Linked DNA regions of Mus musculus: all the other regions are linked to region 1. Evidence: chromatin contacts called from public HiChIP or PLAC-seq and Micro-C data. All regions are on one chromosome and are shown on one strand. Each heading gives the region's core, a stretch centred on a gene start, on an enhancer-like site or on the middle of the called end of the contact. The rest is flanking DNA. Distances are from core to core; before and after follow the strand shown. Region 1 holds the start of Nradd (neurotrophin receptor associated death domain). Region 2 overlaps Smarcc1 (SWI/SNF related, matrix associated, actin dependent regulator of chromatin, subfamily c, member 1). Region 3 holds the start of Cspg5 (chondroitin sulfate proteoglycan 5). Region 4 holds the start of Lrrc2 (leucine rich repeat containing 2). Region 5 has its middle 7.6 kb from the start of Fam240a.

Region 1 (4,330 bases), core at 1,239-3,738:
TGGGTCTCAGACAGTGGCGTGAGTGCACAAGCACTAGCAGTAGCTCCTGACGGAAAGCTGCTCTTCAGTGGTGGCCACTGGGATGGCAGCCTACGAGTGACTTCACTACCCCGTGGCAGGCTGTTGAATCAGCTAAGCCGACACCTTGGTATGAGCAGCCCTGGTACCAGGGAGAATGAGACAGGCAGATGTGGAATGAGTTCCAAGTTGGGCCTGTGACAACACTGTGTGTCCTCCCCTTCCTATGCAGATATAGTGACCTGCCTTGCACTGGACACCTGCGGCATCTACCTCATCTCCGGCTCCCGGGATACCACGTGCATGGTGTGGCGTCTTCTGCAGCAGGTGTGTGTGGTGGGCAGACCTGTGAGGTCCCTGTCTCCCAGGCTAGAAGTCCATCTGCCCCTCAGGGAGCCATCAGAACTTCCCCGTTACTCCCTTCCCCTTCCTACTGTAAGCAAGTCTGGGGCTCCATTACCCCCCAACCCTCTGGCTCGCATAAAATCTTCATTTGCCTGAGTCTTAAGCTAGCCCTGCCTTCCCACAGAGCGGTCTGTCAGCAGGGCTGGCACCAAAGCCTGTGCAGGTCTTATACGGACATGTAGCTGCAGTGAGCTGTGTGGCCATCAGCACTGAACTTGACATGGCCGTGTCTGGATCCGAGGTGCGTGTACATCCCCTGGGGAGGCGGAGTTTCCCCAGGCACTGTCCCCAGAGCCTCCAGTTCTCTGCTCAGCACCCTCATCTGCCTTCCTGTAGGATGGGACTGTGATCATACACACTGTACGTCGAGGCCAGTTTGTGGCAGCATTAAGGCCTCCAGGTGCCACACTGCCTGGACCTATATCGCACTTAGCACTGGGGGCTGAAGGCCAGATTGTTGTACAAAGCTCTGCTTGTGAACGTCCTGGGGCCCAGGTATGGGGACAGGGTACCCGACAAAGACACTGGGGCAGCTGGAATGGTGAGGCGGTTGCTGATGTCCCCAATTCTTCCAGGTCACCTACTCCTTGCACCTGTATTCAGTGAATGGGAGGTTGCGGGCTTCAGTGACCCTGACGGAGCAGCCCACAGCCCTGACTGTGGCAGAAGACTTTGTTCTGCTGGGCACCGCTCAGTGCTCTCTACATATCCTCCACTTGAACAAGTGAGCCCCGCTCTTAGTTCCTGGCCCCTCTAGGTGGAAGCTGTTGGCACAGGGTAATAGAGAGTGCATACTACCCACTCACTAGCATGTGTTACTCATGGGGATTCTTGCCCTGGCCCTCCCTTAGCTACACAGTTGTGGGAGTTCTATAAGCCAGGAATTCAGCTTAGCCAGACTTCAAATGAAGACAAAGTAGATGCACGAAAAGGTGTCTGTTAGCTGGCTTCCTTGCAGTTGTGACTCAGTGTACACCTACTTCCCTGCTCCAGATTGCGGCCCGCCGTGCCTCCCCTGCCCATGAAAGTGCCGGTCCACAGTGTGTCTGTGACCAAGGAGCGCAGTCATGTGCTGGTGGGCCTGGAAGATGGCAAATTGATCGTTGTGGGCGCTGGGCAGCCTTCTGAGGTGAGGAAGAGGGCAGCTTGGCCGGCCGGGCAGGAGGGTGGCGGGTTGTGGGGTGCGGCTGCCAGGGCTCACCGCATCTCATCCCATCCCTACTCCCGCTAGGTACGCAGCAGCCAGTTCGCGCGGAGGCTGTGGCGCTCCTCGCGGCGAATCTCCCAGGTGTCCTCTGGGGAGACTGAATACAATCCTGGCGAGGCTCGCTGAACCTAGAGTCTAGGCGCTCAGACATCAGACCCGGCCCGAGCCTGATTCTCTGCCCAGGAGACTACTGCACCAGGGGGTGGGCGGGGCCCACCCTCCAGCTCAGGGATTGGTAGATGGCATCACCAGGAAGTCCCGCCCCTCGCCGGCTGAGGGGAGACCTAGCGTCGGCCTCTGAGGCCGCTGCTGCATATTTTGCACAATCTGGGGTGGGAGGGAATCCCTACTTTCAAATCCCACGTCCCAGTGAAAGCACAAAGACCACCTGTGGCCTTAATCCTCAAAGGTGACTATCGCTGCCCATTCTCAGCAATAAACGTGGCCTAGTTTTGTAATCTTTCGGTTTCTTGAGTACACATGTGCCGCCGTCCTTGGCCTCCTGTGGCCCCCAGTCTTAGCCTCTGTTACCCTGTCTGGCCTGGCATGCTTCTTCCTGGCCAGGCTGGCCTCGGTGTAGCCAGCGGAGGCGCCTCTGGCTTTGCCAGACGTTTCCTGACTCCTGGTTCTCAGCTCTCGCGGTCCATTGCATGGCATTTGCATGCCAGTGGCCTGCTCTGCCAGGCACGCTGGTGTCGGCTTCTGTGAACTCCGAGTGCTTCTGCGTGCTCCGGCGTGGGGCGGGGGCGGGACCGCGCCCTCGAGCTCGGCCCCGCCTCTTCATTGTCCTGCTCCCCTCTTCAACACCACCCCCCCACTGGCCCGCCCCTTGCCTTGGCTCACTCTTGGGCAGACCGGAACCTGCCCTCTCCAGGGACTCCCGTCGTCTTCCTAGCTGAGTGGATCCTGGCACCCTCGGAGGGGTGGCCGCAGAAGGTTAGGAGGGAATGACTAGCCGGGCTCTTGCTAGGTGGAAGGGGCCAGAACTTTCTCTGTCTCCCGCCTTTAGTGCTCTGATCCTGTGGGTACCAGCGTCTGTGTTGGGGTGTGTATGGGCCTGCAGGGGCTGTTGAATTGTTTCTTCCCATTTTGGGCTTGGAGATGGGTGGGGAGCCCTGAAGAAGTTCCACTCCGGCTGCTCAGGATGGGTGGGGCAGATTCCAAGGCCTGTCTGCTGCTACTGGTTTACAGGCCCACCCACCAAGGATCCCAGAAGCCCCCAACTCCCAATGTGGCGACACAAAGATACAAAGTCCATAAAGGGGCCACCCACATCAGAGGTTTACCTGACTACAGCACCGAACTGCTGATAGCCCTACTATAGACACACCACGTGTTAGAGCCATTGGCTATGCAGCAGTAGCCGTTGGGGACTTGAAGGGCCTCTTTTAATCTCTTACTTATCCAAGCCAGATCTCTCTCCTCCTTCAGATCTGGAGCCTCTCCTCCTCCGTAGACTGCAGGGAGTGGTCTCAGCAGATTTAGTACTCTAGGGTCCAGGTGGGTCCTTGGTCTGAGTTGGCCCTGTTCTTCCATTTCAGGCCCTCTGAGATCTGTATGGTCTATGAGTTTGCTGAACCATTAAGGTATCAGTTCACTTAGTCCCTGCCCAGGAAAGGGCTGGCCACTGGCCCTGGAGGGGACAGAGGGAGCATTAGGCAGTGTAAGCGGGCTTGCCTTGGGGACCTTGGGATGCTGGGTTTTGGCAGATGTGTATGATCACCAGTTCCTAGGGATGTTTCAGCCTGAGATAGGGTCACAGTCCATGTATCTTTACCCTCCTTTTAACATCCCCAGACTCAGCCCAGGTACTTGGGAAGGTCTTTGAGATCGGGTGATTTCTATCCTGAGCTGTACCCCATGCCACCAGCTTTGGCTAGCAGGAGCCAGTTGTTACCTCCACCTATTTGACACAGGAGAAACTGTTCCAGCCCTGGTGTGAATCAGGATGGACACACACGCTGCCCCCAGGGACTCCTGACAGCAGATCTGAGGATTTCTTCATATTTCTGCAGAGTTCCTCCTTCTGAGATTCAAGAGAAGCAGGCTCCAAGCTCCGTCAACTCAGTTCTCTACACAACTCCCCTTCACCAAAAAACAGCCCAGCAGGCAGCGCCTGGCAGCACCATGCTTTATAACGTCAGCAAAGGTGTGGTCTATTCAGGTAGGCATTCCTTGTCCCAGATCCTAGGTAGCGGGCAGATTGGGAGGTAGAGTGGGTCGTGTACAAGTCCATTCACGGGCTCTTTAGTCCCTGACCCTTGAACCCTGTCTACACTGGGTACAAGGACTAGTCAGTCATTGGACTTAAGGCAGAAGTGAGAGAGCACCAGTATTTACTTCCAGTTAAGTTTTATTTTTATGATCCCATGACACCAGCACACATCAGTGTGCTCTCACAGTCTACCCTGGAAGCCGACCAATCTTGTGCTGTGGTAAGCAGAGGTGGTGCAACCAGGGTGAAAAGAGAAAGGTCAAGGAAGGCTTCCAGAGGAGATCCTGCTGTGCGTTTAGGAGAAGATGCAATAGCAAGACGTTTGGATGCTTCCGGAAGATGACAAGGCACATCTGGGAGTGACTGTCCACAATGGCAAGCAAAGGGCCATTTACGTGTACCTATGTGCACGTCTGTGTGTGAGAGTGCCCACAGAGGGTGTAAGAGGGCATCAACCCCCCCAGGAGATTGAGTTAAAGGTGGCT
Region 2 (4,330 bases), core at 820-3,319, 420 kb after region 1:
TGTGTGCATAATCAGTAACACACTATAAAAACATTGCTTAGGCCTGCATTTGCTGAAACCATAAGAGGACCTAACTCTGGCCAGTGAGAGCAAAAGTCAATTAGTCTGCCACAGCACACAGGATATGACCCGCCTCAGCCATGGAAGTACAAATGACGAAGGAACCATGAAAAAGAAAACACATATAGTCAAAATATCAGTATTAGGAAGACAAAATATATAGTTATGTATATGTGGTCCCAATTTAAGGAATGGAAAAAGGGTGATAATGTTGCTCTAGACTACCTAGGAAATACCTAGTACAGTTTCACAGAAATGAGCTAAGAGAATCTTTATTTTACATGATTTTTTTTTAAAATAAGGTTTTTGCTGCTAGAATTGGAGGAAGAATATGATCTAAAGTCAATCTCTGGGATGGGGTGCAGTAGGCAGATAATGCTATAGAAAACGAATATTGTTTAAAACAAAACAAAACAAACAAACAAACAAACAAACAAAACAGGCAAAGGCAAACACTTGGTTTTTTTGGTTTTCTGAGATAAGGTCTCCCTGCGTAGCCCTGGCTGTTCTGGAGCTCGCTCTATAGATCAGGATGGCCTTGAACTCAGATGTGCCTGCCTTTACCGACCAGTTCAGGCAAAAACTCCTTAAACACTCTATAAATTTTTATATTACGCTACTGTAAAAGCAAGTATTTATCAGCAATAAGAGGATTTTAACACTCTAAACTGGATTGTTTTTAAGAAAAGCAATGCTCAAAGCTATTAATTAGGAAAACAGTTGTCTAGTTTTGGAACATGAATCCACCAATCTCCTTTTTCCCAGAATAATGGTCAAATAGCAGCTACCTTTCCAAAGTCACAAGCACACAGTGCCAGAAGTAGCACCAAATTATGAAAACTCTAGAACCAGGACTTGAATGGAGACATCTCATCAACACGTAATCACTGTCAAAAAGTTAAACCCTGGTCAAATCAAGGTGGAAGAACAGACTACCCTCTAATTTTGCACAGGGCTGCCCAAAACCATAATCGGTTTGGTTCCAATTCAATGTTCAACCCAGCCCGTAGCAACAGCACTAATTTGGACTTAGGGGGCTGATGTGTTGCTTATTTGTGCTTTTTATTGTTTAAAGGACAAGATCTCACTATGTAGCCATGGTTGGCCTAGAAGTTGACTATGTATCCAGTCTGGCCAAAAGTCACACATATTTCCCTGTCTGCCTCCCCAGAACTGAGATTAAAGGTGTGCTACACTGAGGTCAGCTACAGATTTGATTGAAAGATAGATAAAACAGTATTTTTTTTTAAATGAGGGCATAAAGATGGGAGTGAGGTATGTTTAGGGTAGGAGAACTGGATTTGAAGTGTCGAAAAATGAGCAAGATTCATTATTTTTTAAGAAAATTTCAAGTTAAAAGAAAATAAGTATATGGTAGCAGTGTAGAAAAGACAACAGAGGATAACCACAAAAGATACCAAATGACATTATAGCATGAATAAAACAAAAAAGTATGACGTTAACTCTATTAAAAAGAAATCACTGCATTTTCAAAAGGACGAGCTGGTGACACTGGTCACTCTTGTAGAGGAGAGGGTTCCGTTCCCAGCACTGATGCAGCGGCTCAAACCATCCATAACTCCAGGTATCGGTACCCAGTGTGCTCTCATGTTGTGTCAGGGTACTAGGCATGCAGGAGGTGCACGTATAGACATACAAGCAAAATCACATATTCACAGAATAAAATAATTCTAAACAAAACAATAAAATAAAAGTCTCCAAGAAAGCCAGGGAGGTGTGTATGCACCTTTAACTGAAATACCGGGGAGGGAGAAGCAGAGAAAGCTCTGTGGGTTTAAAATCTTTTCTCCAAAACCCAAAAAGCAATGAGTAACCAAAGGAGAAACCACATGCAAAACAGTTAATAAAGCATTCGTGTACAAGATAAGCAGAAATGAGAACCAAAAGGAATCTGAGCTGAAGCCAAAATTAGCTCTTTCATGGATTGGTCCAGAAATAGCAAAGAGACTATACTTAAGTGAGACCCAGAAAAGGGAAGCTCACAGAAGTGACATTGCATACTCACTCATCAGCAGGGACTCTCACACCAGGTAATGTTGCAAGCCCAAGTAAAACCTGACACACAAGCTTTGGGGGAAACTACATATCCTAACACACTGCTAACCACAGGATTTGTTTACACACAAATTTACAAATGAGAAAGAATGTGTAAGGTTGGAGAATGTCAGTGTTCCAGATCAGAAGAACAAATCTGAGGAAGATACCATCAAGGGCAAAGCTGGTGATGTGGTCCATGGTCTTGCTATGTCACCTAATCCAACTATATGCCCAGCTACACTGTAGTTAAAAATCTGTATCAGAATTCTAGGAAGTATGCAAGAGTGTACATAGATGCTTTAAGTAAGAGACAAAGGCAATGATCCATTAAGAATGGGTACCTATACTGGATTGTAATCACACAGAACTTATTTTAAAGAGTAGATTAAACAGCTTCTTGGCTCTTATAACACATGGATAAATTGGAAAACAAAATACTGAACATAAAAAAAAATTCTCAAAAGTCTAAATATTCCATATTTTACAACATCTAAAACCCAGCCAAAATCATACTTAACATATGTTGTTTAATTGCATCTATGTGATGAAAGCAATTTAAAAGTATACAGAACTTCACTTAAGATACAGGGCTTCTATTACTAAGAGCAGAAGGTGAGATGAAAAAGGAGAAAGAGAATGATCAGTAATGCTCTGATCTTAGTTCAGATTTTAAACTGGGGCTTTTAGCTTGGGGCGCCGGCCCACACCTTTAATCACAGCCTTCCAGAGGCAGAGCCAGAGGCAGGTGGATCTGTGAATCCAAGGCCAGGATGGTCCACATAATGAGACCTTATCTCAAAACATATGAAGACATACTAAGTTGTTAAGATCGGAGAAGGCTAAACAGAAAATGTCACTAAAATCTTACCAAGTCCTTAATGGTTCCAGGGCCAGTTATGACCTATCTGGAAGACATTTAGACCAGGCTGGCTTTAAACTCAGTGATCGAGGTGCCTCTGCCTCGGGTGTCAGCACTAACAGTCCTTAACCCTCTTGAACGGATCCAGTTGGCCCCTTGTCCACGTGAAGACAGACTTAAGACACAAGACTGTTCAGGAGCTTAGTGAACAATCTGCTAACTGTCAGTCTTCCTGTTCATCCTGTTTGCCAAAACACGTCAACATGCTAAAGATTCTCTAAGGAATAGAGCTGTAAATAGTAAAGACTTGAGACCAAGAATATAAACAGGATTTACGATAAGATGTCTGACAGACCAGACAGACCTTCAGTGCCCGCTGACTACTTGCTCATTCCATCCTCTTGGTGAAAGTTATGTCCTTCAAAAAGGACTGAAACTGGTAAGATGGCTCAGTGGGGAGTGGCACCACTAAGTCTGACTGAGGGAGGAGCATGTGGTGCTACTGCACCCGGGCCACAGAGGAATGGTAAAGATGGATGCTGGGAGAAGTGAAGAGATGGCAAAGTGGTTAAGAGCACTCATCACTCTTTAGTTCCCAAAACCCACACTGGGTGGCTCAAATCTGCTTGTAATGCTTACTCCAAGGTCTCCTACACTGTCTTTCTGTAAGCTACTGGCACTTGCACTCACTCGCACTCGCACACGCAAACATAAATATATATTAAAAAAAAATATATTTTAAAAAAACTGATCTTCACTCTCTTAAGGAAGTTACTTAAGAAAAACATCTTTATCTCTACAAAATACATGCAACCTACTTCAGGTCCACAAACCATGTTTCCTACAATCTAATTTAAAATAATTAAACAAATGTTCTTTACTTAGATACTTACATATTACACTGAGGCCTTAGATTACCAGTAGGTTGCATAATGGTAATGGGAAGAAATGTCTGTCTTCTGGCCTCCATGTACCTACCCATGGTTACAAGCATGTACTAACACTACACATATCACATACACACAGACATATACACACACCAACTTAGATCTATCATCAGCCACATGTACTTAATAACTGATACTGCTTGGCTACCAGGTACTGTATTTAGCTCTTGCTTTCTCTGCACCAATCCCCCCTTGTTTACCCCACAAAAATGGGAGGAGAAAAATATCATGTACTAAATCTTAGAGGCATGTTATATTGATCGTTTTGACTGCTTAAATGTAAGCAACCCCTGTACTTTTACATATTGACAGGAAATACAAGCATCTATAAAGCGAATGCTGCACGCAGCAGTGACTCACCAAGCTTCTCTGGCTCGTCAGGCCCTGTGCCAGCAATACAGCTGCT
Region 3 (4,330 bases), core at 1,160-3,659, 380 kb after region 1:
TTTCTAAGGCCACGCCCCATTTCTAAGGCCCGCCCCTGAATCTGCCTCCCAAGCTTGGTAAATACACATTGCCTATGGTTTCCCGCCCCAAATAGCACCCGCAGTCTGCGAGACGAGGTCAGGGTACTCCCCCAACTTTGGCTCATCCTTGCCTCATCTTCCGGACCCCGCCCCGTCCCGCAGCCTCGCCCACAAATCGCATCTAGGCCCCCCGCCCCCGATCAGACCCCGCCCCTACCTCAAGACCCCACCCCCACCCTAGCCCACCCTGCTGTCTGTTCACAGGCTATGGGCTGCTCCCCGTTGGCCTGTGTCCTCCACCCCCTACAGGTCCTCTCCTCCTCCCCTTTCCCGCCGGGTCCCGGGCTGTAGGCCAGGCGGTGCCCCGCCCCCTTGTCAGGGCTTGGGGACTCCACCTGGACCTGAAGTCAGCGAGACCCTGGCATGGGGTGGGGCGCAAGGGGCTGGCTGGGGTCCCGGTCCGGGTGGATACCTACCCGGTACGGCCCCAGCGGTGAGCACCAGCGTGACCCCCAGAAGCAGCAGCACTGGCGGCGGCCCCCAGTCCGGGCCCCCGCCTCCAGCTCGGCCCATTGCGCGGAGCCCCTGCCGCTGTGCGCGGTGCGCGCGGCTTGGCTGCGCCCTCGGCTTGCCCGGCCGCTGCGCCTGCCGCCCGTGTGCGGCCGCCTCAGCCCACGGTGGGCAGCATGAGCCGCCGCATGCCGCCGTCAGCCGCTGTCCTCCGAGCGCCGCGCCTCCCCGCCTCCCGCGCCGCCGCTGCCGCTTGCCGCTGCCGCGTTCGGCGCCGCCCCCACTCCGCCCGCCCCGCAGCACGTCGCGTTGACGCCGGCCCCTCTCGGTCTTCCTCGCCAGGGGACAGTCAGACCCCTCTGGCACGGGACGTGGAGAGCGATGCAAGCGCGGCGCGCAGGGGCGGCAGCAGAGCCACTGGGGGAAGCCGACAGGTGCACCGGCGGCAGCCCACGGGGCCCGCTTGCGCTTCCAGTGCTGAGCGCGCTGGGCCGCGGACCTGCGAGGAACCCACCCGCCACGCGCGCGCAGGGGAGGCGGGGACGTCGCGGGCTCCGACACCCGCAGGCTCGGGGCGGGGCTCGGAAGGGCCACAGGGGGCGGAAGCCCGCGCCCCCAGTGTGGAGAGAGCGGAGCCCGGGGCACGGACTGTCCGGTGCCAATCCAGAATTCGGTGTCCAGAAGGTTCTCCAGTCCGACTCTAAGTCTTCTTCCGGAGAGCAGGGAGAACATCGACAGAGCCTGGCAAGGAGGCGAATACTACGGCCTAGGCTCTAATTGGATCAGACCTAATCTGTCCACAGCCAAAGCCATTAGTTTAAATCTTGCACAGCCAGGTCCACCCAACGTGTTATCCGGTCCCCAGTATTTGGACTCCACCTTGCGTTTTCTAAATCCAGGGCGGCCTTCCGCAGGTGACCAGTACTACCCAAACCCAAGTTCCTGGTTAAACCAAGAGGTCTAGATCACTGCCAGGTGCACATGCAACGTGGAGAGAGAGGTCTCTGTTCCTAACCCAGGTTCACTGCTTACTGGGAGACCTGTTGGAAGGGAGGCAGAACTACAGCTTAGTCACCTGGCTTTCCCCGCCTCCAAATAGCCTACATATTGATGTTTTATTATCGACCTAAATGATCATGTTCAGCTCAGTCCAAGGGTTAGTCCAAGGGCGATGCTGGTGTTGATAGTCTTCTGTCAGTGACCAAATATGAACAAGATGGAGGACCATCATTTAATCTGTCTCATACCTGTCTTCTAGTGAGTTGCCTTGGTTCAACACTCCTTTTCTCTCACAAGTATGGTTGCAGCTTAGAGTCCCCTCAAGGCTGACAAAATTCCAGCAGCTAGGCTCTTATATCCTGGCTCGGAGGTGGCTATGTAGGGTCTGTATGACATCTAGAGAGTGGCAACCAGACATACGTGTCCTAGTTTGGAGTTCCAGTCAAGAGGGGGCTTGCTTACCCAGATATAATACCTATTTCTCTCTTCAATTCCTGGGTGGTAGTTGTCAAAAGTGGATGTTGGTGGAAGTTCCTACCACACAGGAGATCCTATGTAAGTCCTTTCATGCTAGGGCATGGTCACAATAAAGTCTTTTCCTACTTATGGTAAAACACTTAAGAGTTAGGGAGAGCACTTGCCTAAAATGAGTGAGACTTCAGGTTCAATTCCTAGTACTGCAAAATAATTGTATTTGCTGGTTATGGTAGCTTATGTCTGTAATCCCTGTCTAGAACCAACTAACCAACCAAATCCTTCTATCTACCCTATTTCCCACCCGTAACTATCCTTTTAAATTCTGTTTTGATCAGTAGAACAAACAAGCGAATGTGAAATATTTCCTTCCTCAACTATCTTCTCCCCTCCCTGCAGAGAAATTCTGCTACCACTTTTTTCAATTTTGTTTAAGTTGTCTGAAACTGAACCCAGGGCCTTGTGCATGCAAGTAAAGTGATGTCAGTGAGCTATATATCCAGCACCAATTTGGTACTAAGCAAGCAAGCAAGCAAGCAAGCAAGCAAGCAAACCAACCAACCTCTGGCCTTCTGCTCCTCCCTAACACTGAGAACAGAGTAATTGGGCAATGCCCATTCTGTGGTGAGAAGAACAAGATTTAGCATCAAATCTGTGTGTCCCCCGAGTTAGTCACTGGCGACTCCAGCATGAAAGGATCTGGCAAGCAGTGTCAAATGTATGGTGTGTGCGTGCATGAAGTGATATGAGAACTAGAACAAGGAAACCACCACTGCCTATCTATAGCTTCCACGTGTCCTCTATTCACATCATGCGCCATCTGGGCGCTACACATGCTTTGTATGGCAATGGCTTCTTCATGCCTCTTTCCTACTGTTTTGGTAATTTGTCTCCAAAGCCAAGCAGAGCCATAAAGACCATTGCCATGACTGCCGTACACACCCTTAAGTGCAGAAAAGACACCTGCTTCACTGATGCTACCACCACTGCTCCCATACCATGACCACACATAATTTGGTCTGGATGGAGAACATCAATTTGACTTTAAATCCTCAGTATAAACACCAACATATTCAAATTTTGGCTTTCCTTTTTAAAAGCTGTATTCATCTGAATATGGAGGCTTCTTATATCACCCTTTAAATTCATGTACACGGGTGTTTTGCTTGCAAGTATCTGCACAACACCCATATCTGGTATCCAAAGAGTCAGAAGAGTCAAGCGCTAGAACTGTTGTTACAAACAGTTCTAAGTCGCTGTTTGTGCACTACAGACCCTCATTTCCTTTCTTGCATTTCAAAAGGAGCAGGATGCAGAGTAGGACAATAGAAGCCTTGTCTCCTTACCCAGCCCAGCATCCACTTTTACCTGGGCATTTAATGCTTCAGCCCCTTGAGACCTTCCCTCATAACCCAGGTTGGCAACAATCTTTACAGACCTGAAGCCAACCTTAAATTCCTAACCCTCCTGTCTCTACCTCCCATGTTCCAGGAGTACAGGTATGCCGCTATGCTGCTATGTCTAGCTGTTACTAATGACCACCACAGAATGATCAAGCTTCTGATCTTAGGCATGGAGACAAGCGATTGCTTTTGTGGGGGGTGGGGTGCAGAATGGGCTACTAGGAATAGGTCTACTCACACCATTCCTGGTAGGAAGGGACGGGCTAAAGGGCTTTTGTGTTGACAAAACTTCCTCACAAAGACTGAGTGTTCTCATTTCAGAAAAGGGTTATCACAAACCTTGGGGTGGTTATTTTGCCAGGCAATGGTTTGTTATTATGATGCAAAGGGATTTTGAATTTATTAACTAACTCTAAAGCCAGGCCAGTTAGGAGAAAACACTCAACTAATGCAGATGACACCTGCTGCCTGGGAAGAGGACTAAGGACTTCTCAGGGACCCTGCAGGTGTTGCAGAATAAGATGACCCTTAGCTGGGTGGCACATGGTCAGTAGATGCAGGAAGATCAGAAGCTGAAGGTTGTCCTGGGATACATGAAGGCAGGGATGCTACAATCCAGATGGCTATCAGAAGTCTGTCAGTGTCAAGGCCAAGCCAGACTCACGACCTCTCAGCCCCACACTTGCTCCGTGTGACCGTAGGAGAGCCAACCACAGGTGGCTAGGAAAGGAGAAAGATCTAGCTCCCTTACTGTCAGGTGCCTACGGTGCTGTCACTACTTTGCTAAGGTTTTCACGAACTACCTTTAGGGCAGGTGGTCTCTGTCAGCACAGCTGCTCTCCATGAAGCTACAAGAGCATTCAAAAGCTTGCCAGGGGTGGGGGGCGCGGACAAGTAGTTAAGGATTACCCCCAGATTTCTTT
Region 4 (4,330 bases), core at 467-2,966, 330 kb before region 1:
GCTGATTGATGGCAGACACAGGAATGACATCCAATAAATAATGGAACTCCAATCTGCTCTCAGGCAAGGGCTCCTCACACACCTTGGTTTGAACCTGGAGTCCTGGAGCAGACCCATTATACTTGAACTTGGAAGGCAGAGAGTCAGGAGATCAAGGTTACTCTCATCCACAAATGGTTCAAGGTCAACCTAGACCAATTAACGCCCTGTCTCACATCTCCACCCCACTCCCCTCAAATAATAAGCAAGGTGACCCACACATGTAATCCCAGCATTTCAGAGGTGGTGCAAGAAGATCAGAAATTTAGGCTCAGCTACATACTAAGTTCAAGGCCAGTCTGGGCTACTTGAGACACAGTCTCAAAATTCAAACAAAAGTCCCATGAAAGCTGAGTGTGTGGTCTCACACCCTTTACTCTTAGCACTGCCTGATGTGCAGGATGCCCTGGATTCAATCCCTAACATTGCAACAATAATACTATTTTGAGAATACACTTACACTAAAAATAATAATTTGTCATTAATCTGAAATTTACATCATACTGAGTAGCCTATGTTTCATCTGCCAAACTTTACACCAAGCTGCCAGGTTCTGGCTCAACTACAGAGCCTGATAGCTATATCTTTAATAAGCTTTACCGGATGCCAACAGTGCTGGCTCATGACCACGTGGTAAGAAGCAGGAATTAGCATAGTCTGGCACAGAGGTAGCCAGGACAGCTCCTCACTGACACAACCCGACCAAGCACCTCAGGTCCTAACTCCAGGGCAGGGTCCTAGGGTCGGTGTTTCCACATGTTTTGAGACTGCCTTTGATGCTCAGTCGAAGGTATTTTAAAATACAAAATGTGTTCACGTTTATGTAAGGAATTGGTGCTGCACTAAACTCACTTGTACAGATTGCCACATCACTGGGTGGCATATCCAAAAAGACCTTCCATGTGGAGGGAGGGCAAGCAGGGCACACCTGTGATCCTAGCTCTCAGGTGGTAATGGCAGAAGAGTCAGAGGTTCAAGGCTATCCTAAATGCTATATAAGACCCTGTCAACACACGCGCGCGCGCGCGCGCGCACACACACACACACACACACACACACACACACACACACACACACACATTTTGCAGTTTCCAAGCTTCCAGGATGTACCAGGTAGGCCTGTGCCCTGTGGTATTCACTTCCCCAAGTGTCCTCAAAACCACAAACTGCTCAAAATATACACTGATAACACAGCTTCCGCATGACGAGCTGGAATCCAAGAGAGTAATACCTTTTAAGGCAATGTTTCTCAACCTGTGGGTCGTAACCCCCAAAGGGATAGTGCAATCCTTTCACAGGGATCATCTAAGACCATTCGAAAACACAGATATTTGTGTTACAATTCATAACTGTAGCAAAATTACAGATATGAGGTAGCAACAAAATAACTGTATGGCTGGGGGTCACCACAGCATGAGGGTTGTAGCATTAGGAAGGTTGAGAACTACTGTGTTTAGCATCCGGCTCGGCTCACAGTCTCTGATGAAACATCATCCACACACAGAAGTTCTACGTCTCTGCGAGGATACACCCACCCTTACCTACCTCCCTTCCAAAGGGGTTCCACCCACAAGCACATCCAGATAACCCTGCTCTACTCAGGTCATCCGAGACTGCGGCTCTTACTGGAACATGAGTCACATGAACGCCCAGCAAAGCTTTCTTCCAGGAAAATCCCTGATGTCCCTCACCTGACCTCCCTCCCTTCACGATGTATGTAGAGAAGAATGAATGTTATAAACACCGCCTTCCATCTCCATGGACATTACTAAATGGTTCTCGCTGGTGGGAGAGCAAGCGGCAAGGGCTCCTGGCTTGTGGCCTCACATCTGCAGGCTAAAACTCCGGCCAACCTGGGCTACTGATGGTCCTCACGGTGTGCAAATGTGCTACGCAGCAGCCCCAGCTACGGAGCACTGGAGGGTTCATCTTCACTGTGAATTTGACTGGATTTAGAATCCCCTAAGGAAGGCTCTGCTGGGGTATCTGTGAGGGTGTTTAACTGAGTAGAAAAGCCCTATTCTGACTGTGAGTGGCAGTGGCAACATCCCGGACACTAAGTCACTAGGAATACTAGCCTTCTCTCTAGTTCCTGACTGTGCACACAACATGACTAACCACAAAGTTCACTAAGGGCCAGTCAGATGACTCGGAGGCCAGAGGCACCAGGTGGAATATGACTACTGGGACCCACATGATGGAAGGAGAAGAGCGACTCTCTCAAGCTGTCTCCTGACCTCACACATTCACTGTGGCACACACACAGGTCCTCACACGTACACGCATGTACACAAAGTAAATACTCAAGTCAGCCAAATATAATAAAAATGTTAATAAAAGTGGCCAATATACTAAGCTGACCTGAGATCAACTGTCATAAAATATCTGCATCAAAAACTTAATTTTAGCAGCTGGAGAGATGGCTTGGTGGTTAAGAGGATTGGCTGCTCTTCCAGAGGACCCGGGTTCAATTCCCAGCACCCACATGGCAGTTTTCAACTGTTTGTAACCCCAGTTCCAGAGAATCTAATACCCTCATGCCTCACAAAATAACACTAAATTTTAAAAACTTAATATTTTAAAAAGGTAACCACATCTCACTATTAATTCACTGGTTTACTGATATATTAGGGACATATTGGGTTAAACAAAATATAATATTAATGTTAATTTTCCCTTAATGTTTCTCTGTGCTATGTTGGATGACTTCTAGAAAATTTAAACTTATATATACATAAGGCCAGTCAGTGTGATCCTCAACAATGACATAAAGCCAGGCATGGTCTTGCTTCTATAACCGCAGCTCTAAGGGAGCAGAGGCAGAGATCCCTGAAGCTTCTCGCTCCTCTTGGCCCAGCGAATCAGTGAACTCCAGGTTAGGTAGGAGGCCCAGTCTCAAAACACAAGGTGGGGTTGGAAAGCTGAAGAGCTGGCTCAGCAGTTTAGAAGACTTGTTGCTTTTGCAGAGGACCTGGGTTTGATTTCCAGCACTTATGCAGGTTTTTAACCACCTGCAACTCAAGTTTCAGGGGATGCTATGCCCTCTTCTGGCCTCCCTGGGCACCAGGCATGCATATGGTGCAGACATGCAGGCAAAACACCCATACACATAAAATACCAATACATTAACTGAAAATGATTTTAATCTATTAAGTGTGCAAAGGCTAGAGTTGAATCTCAGTGACAGAGCACGCACAGTCCAGGGTTCAATCCCCAGCGTCGCAACAATAATCACAATAATGACAGCGATAATAGCAGTTTTTTAAATGATGAGGTTACGTTAGCTTTACATTGCTAAGTAATAAATTCTTACAAATTCAATGACTTAAAGCAATACCCAAGCTGGGCCTTTAATACCAGCATTTCTGAGGCAGAGACCAGCCTGGTCTACAGAGTGAGTTCCAGGAGAGCCAGGACTACACAGAGAAACCCTATCTCTTAAACAAAACAAAACAAAACAAAACAAAACAAAACAAAACAAAACAAAAAACCAACCAACTAAACAAACAAACAAATAAAAAATAACAATGCTCACTTCATTTCTGTAGCCAGAAATCATATGAATGTGCCTGAGACCACATTAACCACATGTTAATGTGCCTGGGACATTTGTGCATAAGTCTGCTGGCTGCTCAGGGCCGACTTTTTCTGATGACAGCTTGGGCCTGTACCCAGACTCCCACCTTGCTTTTGCATTACGGGCCCATTTTAAAATCCCTGAGAGCTGTGAAGAATGCCTGTGAGCAGTCAAATACAAATCTACTTAGACTCTGAAACAGCATCCTCCTTAGATCTTGTGAAAATCTTCCCAATTGTCTCCTGGGGGGCCTATCTGCCAGCCTGTCTGCTGAGGCCAATTAACGTTGACAATGTCTGGGAGCAGTCAAGATATAACTGTCACTCTCCCTCACCAGGAGTTTAGGGATGCAACTAAAAACGGTATTTGGGGTATTTGGCTGGTCTTATCTAGGGTGGGAAAAGGAAGCCATTGCCTGCCCCACCCACCCACTGGGCCATTTCTGGCTCCTTGGCTGTGCTCCTGCCCAAAGTGGCTGGTCCATAAATAGGTAATCAGTTTGACTGGCAAAAGAAAGATTTGTGCAAAAGAGTTGAGAAAGTTGGGGGGAGTGAGGTGGCTCAGTGGGCAAAAGAGCTCGTTCACAGAACCTGCCTAAGGACCTGAGCTCTATCTGAGGGACCTAACCTTGTGGGAGGAGAGGACCGACTCCTGCAAGGTGACCTCTGACCCTCGCACACGTGTCAGGTGTGAGCAAACACACATAAACGTACA
Region 5 (4,330 bases), core at 852-3,351, 280 kb before region 1:
ACATGCTGACTACATAAAAAGCTGGAGATCAGCCTGGGATACATGAATAATTCTGTTTCAATTTTTTATAAAATTGAAAATTTAATAAAAGTTCCTCATCTTTAGTCTAAATACTGCTAAAGTTATAAGAAAATTCAGTTGCCCATACTCATAGTCTTACTCATGGGAAGGCAGATTGGTCCACATGATTATGAAAATTCCTTTTTAAAAAACAACCCTAAAAAAACAGAATTACCATACAAACAACTCAATTATACTACTCCAGGGTATAGACCTGAAGGATTCTAAGTCATCACACCACAGAGATACCTGGACGTGCATTCATTACAAGACTATTCCCCATACCCAAGTCACGGAAGCAAACTAGTGTTCCATTAACCTATGCATGGATGAAGAACATATGTTATAGATACACAGTGGAATTTTATGTAGCCACAAAGACAAAATTATGCTGTTTGCAACAAACTGTTTGGGAAGCTGGAGAGATGGCTGAGCAGCTTGGAGCACTTGCTGTCCTTGCAGAGGACCCTGGTTCACAGACATGGTGACTCACAACCATTTGTAACTCTAGTTCCAGGGTACCCAAGACCCTCTTCTGACATCTGTGGGCACCAGGCATGCACAGGGTACACAGACATCCAGGCGAAAGACTCATACACATGAACTTAAGTAATAATTATTTTAAACTTATGTTGTTATTTGCAAGAAATATGGATACAACCAGAGACCGTTACATTACTGGAGGGGAGGGGGGGGTAGACAGACTGAAAAAGAGAAATATATATGCTTTCTCTCACATGTAGACTTTAGTTTGCAAATAAACTCCATCTTTGTAGCTCTCTTTGTCATTTCTGTCTCTGTGTCTCTACTTTTGTCTCTCACTATATCTCTCTGTGTCTCTGTGTCTCTCCCTGTCTTTGTGTCTCTCCCTGTATTTGTCTATTCTCTCTCTCTCTCTTTCTCTCCATCTCTCTCTCTCTGTGCCTCTCCTTCTGTGTGTGTCCCTCTCTATCTCTTTCTTTCTCTGTTTCTCTGCCTCTTTCTCTGTCTCTCTCTGTCTGTCTCTGCCTCTCTCTGACTCTCTGTTTCTCTGTCTCTTTGTCTTTCTCTGTCTCTCTGTCTCTGTCTCTGTCTCTCTCTCTTTCTCTCTGTTTGTGTACCTAACACATAAATGGTTCATTTAAGCTGTAAATAGAGCCCTGGTGGGTAAATTAGCCTCCATGTCAATCCTGGCCCATCAATGTGCTATCCTCACAGGGATCTCAACAGTCCTAGCTGTTGCTGCTGGAAAACTTGATACCCTGGAGACGAGCCGTAGATGCTTCCTTCTGTTTCCTGTGTGCAAAAGTAATTGAATTAATATGCCTAGTGGACGTGATAGCCAGCTTCTGGAGACATTGAGCAATACAATTCTGGAAGGGACATGAAGGGAAGGTTGCAGCTACCTGGTCTTTGTATGGAAAGAGACAAATTGAGAAGACCAGGGACATGAGAAGCCTATCACATAGGGTTTTGAGACTGAATGTGGGCCACACAGCATCTGGAACAGCCCCTAGGGATGGGAACAGCATTCACGTGATGAGACACAAGGCCGATCTGTTAGGCAAATGAGTGGAAGGTTTGCATACAGCACAGCACTATGTTTTATGAGAGCTGCCTCCATAATACCCTCATTCAGATCAGGCTGAGTTGCTGAATGACATACCACGTGTTTCCTCTCTCTTAGCAGAGAGCCAGCTTAGCACCGAGTTAGTCAACATGAAGCAGGCTGCAGTTCGTGGCTAAACTTTAGAAGGTCCTTTTGTAAGGTCCCTTCCTGACCAGGAAGCTTTCCTAATTCTCCAAACATTTCCATAGAATGGGGGAGGTCATAGGGTGTGGGGCTTCTAGAACTTTCCCACGGTGAGTCCATGCCAGCAGTGCCCACCTGAACCCAGAGTCACATGTGCCCATGCTCCAAGTTCTTGAAAACTGGCTCCATGCAGATTCTCCAGGAGCCCACAGGCTGCCTTGAGGGCAGCTGTCAAATTGAGGCTGATTTACCAAGTGGTTGGAGTAGCTGAGCTGCAAAATGGTAGGTGTGTTGTGGGGTAACCCACAGTATCAACAGCATGGTAAGCGCTAGCAGGAAGGATGAGGGGTGAGTTGTGGGGTAAGAACTGGAGTCGTAGAGAAAGAATTGTTCTAGTAAGATGCGGTGAGGAAGCAGTGTCCAGTGGGGCTGGAAATGGAAGAGATGCACTTCCCAAGATAATCTGCAACTTTTGAAGTTACTGATCATATCGGTCATAGTGATCACCTGGAATAAGGGCAGTCAGAGCCTCTACTCAAAATAGATACATAAACTGAAGGCCAATGGAAAACAGCCTCCCTACAGTTCCTACCCCTTGCTTCTTCACTGTTCTAGTTTGGGTTTCTATTGCTGTAGAGAGACACCATCACCACTGCAACTCTTATAAAAGAAAACAGGTATTTGAGACTGGCTTACAATCTCAGAAGTCAAGTCCATTATCATCACGGCGAGAAGCACAGTGACAGACAGGCAGACATGGTACTAGGGAAGGAGCTAAGAGTTTGACATCTTGATCTGCAGACAGCGTAAGCCACTGTGAGCCACACTGGGTTTAGCATGAGCATCTGAGAAGGGTATTAAAGATCTTTGACAGAATGAAACAGCAGCTCCTGACATCTAAGGCATCTCTTTCATCCCTTGGTAGCTCTCTTATCTCCTTCCCTCCAACCCTGTCCTTAGAAGATCACAGCAGTTTTGTAGTCAGGAAGACCTTGTCCTAGAAGGCAGGCCTGGGAGCAACAGGCCAAGGATCTGGGACAGAGACAGGACTGCTGTCTTCCCACCAGTGGTCCTTGCTCCCACAGAGACCTGAACTCAGGGCTACACACATCCAGCGCTTTCTCCAGACCAGGTATCCAACCCCAACTCTGCTGCCCTGTGGCCTCGGGGGATACAGGTGCAGAGAACAACCAGATCCTAGAGATAAAGGAAATGCCCCTTGCTCCTGTGAAGATGAGATCCTTTTGTGATGACAGAGCAAGGGAAAATGTCACCACCTCAGTGAATAGATAGGACAAGATCCGTCCATCCCCATCACCAGCAACTTCCCCCAGGATCACTACAGGCTTGACTATCTCTATCTCCATACCACCTGGGAGTGTCTATCCACACCACCTGTTGTTTCAAACCTGGGAGCTGAGGGAGGCAGCTGGCCTCACACAGCCTTGTCGCTCAGTTCCCCTTTGTTCAGACTTTGTGATTTCTCTTCTCTCTGGGAGAAGCTACACCTTGCACCTATGCCTGGCTTGCTTCTGCCCTGCTTCCTTCCATCTAACCCTGGGTTGAGGGATCTCTCTCTCAGAAAACCCAGGCATTAGTGTGAGGAAAGAAATGGCAGGCCAGACTCCTCCTGTCCTCTTGAACAGCAGGGCAAAACAAATCTGAATATTATTTCTAGTCTCCTCTGCTTTGCCCACCCCTCACCTCTCCTCAGTGTCATGGAAACCAGATCTGATTTCCAGTGAAATTCCACTGGGAGATGGTTTAGAATCCTTGTCATTCCCTGCCCTCTCTCGTTGACTGTGAACTGTTGGAAGCGACCTTGTTTGAATGTTAACAGCCTTGTCAGCCATAAGTGCTTACTGGTACAGAGTCTTGGCCTCAGTGGAAAAGTACTAGCCCAGTTGAGAACAAACAGCTATAGATCTTGTGGTTAGGCACCTAGCAACCCATTCTGCTCTGTTCTTCCTCTGAACATTTTACCCAACCAACATCCTTTTCTTGAGAACAGGTGCATTCCCCAGAAACAAAGCGACCCTACTCCATCCCCCATATCCTGCTTCTATGAGTATATAACCTGCATGGGGACAATAAAAATTTGTCAGCTTGATCAGACTTCCTGACTTGCTGTCTGTTCTTTGTGTCTCTTGCCCTCCCCCCATTCTCTTCCAGGTGGTTTCCCAGTCCCCGTTGACCATCCTATAGGTCAGGACAACTGGCGCCCAACGTAGGTCCCCCGGAGGCTCACAGAGGAGAGAATGCCACTCATCATTGGAGGGTAGGCCTACCCGCTCATCTCCAGAAGCGCCCAAGAGCAGTTTTGGTTTGGCATAATGCCATGGTCCAGCCGCCGTGAGACAGTCTGGGAGATCATAGCATGGCACAGATCTTAAGAAAAGACATGTGACAAACATTTTATAAACAGTCACTCTTTGTGTCAGGTCTTAAAGAGTTCCTCAAGACATGAGGTACTAGGGTTAAGAAAAAGGATTTGAAGAAATTTTTAGATTTTGTGGGAGATATTTGTTCATGGTTCCC

What was found. A called contact is a pair of places that touch in the nucleus more often than the background predicts. HiChIP or PLAC-seq counts read pairs in DNA pulled down with a chosen protein or histone mark.
Region 2: a contact with region 1 is called in an H3K4me3 HiChIP or PLAC-seq map of bone marrow-derived macrophages, with 4 times the contacts expected there. The contact joins the enhancer-like site here to the promoter of Nradd in region 1. A contact is called at or near these places in 5 of 39 promoter capture datasets (the C10 cell line, hematopoietic stem and progenitor cells, liver and 1 more), 1 of 115 datasets of contacts at active chromatin or transcription factors (bone marrow-derived macrophages) and 1 of 9 other capture datasets (pancreatic islet).
Region 3: a Micro-C map of embryonic stem cells shows a contact between it and region 1, with 2.0 times the contacts expected there. The contact joins the promoter of Cspg5 here to the promoter of Nradd in region 1. A contact is called at or near these places in 2 of 39 promoter capture datasets (liver and pre-B cells), 2 of 484 Hi-C or Micro-C datasets (both in embryonic stem cells) and 1 of 9 other capture datasets (pancreatic islet).
Region 4: an H3K4me3 HiChIP or PLAC-seq map of embryonic stem cells shows a contact between it and region 1, with 6 times the contacts expected there. The contact joins the promoter of Lrrc2 here to the promoter of Nradd in region 1. A contact is called at or near these places in 2 of 39 promoter capture datasets (hippocampal neurons and stem cell-derived epiblast-like cells), 7 of 484 Hi-C or Micro-C datasets (B cells, CD4 T cells, double positive thymocytes and 4 more), 3 of 115 datasets of contacts at active chromatin or transcription factors (embryonic stem cells and pancreatic cancer cells) and 3 of 9 other capture datasets (adipose tissue, liver and pancreatic islet).
Region 5: an H3K27ac HiChIP or PLAC-seq map of double positive thymocytes shows a contact between it and region 1, with 5 read pairs. The contact joins the enhancer-like site here to the promoter of Nradd in region 1. A contact is called at or near these places in 4 of 39 promoter capture datasets (liver, stem cell-derived epiblast-like cells and trophoblast stem cells), 1 of 115 datasets of contacts at active chromatin or transcription factors (double positive thymocytes) and 3 of 9 other capture datasets (embryonic stem cells, liver and pancreatic islet).

The regions. Positions count from the first base shown.
Region 1 is chr9:110,622,551-110,626,880 of GRCm38.p6, reverse strand. Nradd (neurotrophin receptor associated death domain) reads left to right here and starts at 2,488. Exons shown (of 5, transcript NM_026012.2): 1 at 2,488-2,566; 2 at 3,646-3,794. The coding sequence starts at 3,758. Nbeal2 (neurobeachin-like 2) reads left to right here. Exons shown (of 54, transcript NM_183276.2): 48 at 1-148; 49 at 251-345; 50 at 548-664; 51 at 760-918; 52 at 999-1,147; 53 at 1,417-1,552; 54 at 1,655-2,092. The coding sequence ends at 1,756.
Region 2 is chr9:110,197,745-110,202,074 of GRCm38.p6, reverse strand. It overlaps Smarcc1 (SWI/SNF related, matrix associated, actin dependent regulator of chromatin, subfamily c, member 1), which reads right to left. Exons shown (of 28, transcript NM_009211.2): 21 at 4,285-4,330. Among named protein-coding and RNA genes, the nearest start is that of Cspg5, 44 kb to the left of the region's middle. Within about 2 kb of position 2,069, at least 8 of the 459 cell types and tissues checked have an H3K27ac peak or open chromatin away from gene starts, as enhancers often do. A contact at or near this core is called in bone marrow-derived macrophages, where this site is marked.
Region 3 is chr9:110,241,862-110,246,191 of GRCm38.p6, reverse strand. Cspg5 (chondroitin sulfate proteoglycan 5) reads right to left here and starts at 2,409. Exons shown (of 5, transcript NM_013884.3): 1 at 498-2,409. The coding sequence starts at 594.
Region 4 is chr9:110,948,931-110,953,260 of GRCm38.p6, reverse strand. It overlaps Lrrc2 (leucine rich repeat containing 2), which reads right to left and starts at 1,716. Exons shown (of 9, transcript NM_028838.2): 1 at 1,585-1,716.
Region 5 is chr9:110,907,087-110,911,416 of GRCm38.p6, reverse strand. No RefSeq gene overlaps it. Among named protein-coding and RNA genes, the nearest start is that of Fam240a, 7.6 kb to the left of the region's middle. Within about 2 kb of position 2,101, at least 33 of the 459 cell types and tissues checked have an H3K27ac peak or open chromatin away from gene starts, as enhancers often do. A contact at or near this core is called in double positive thymocytes, where this site is marked.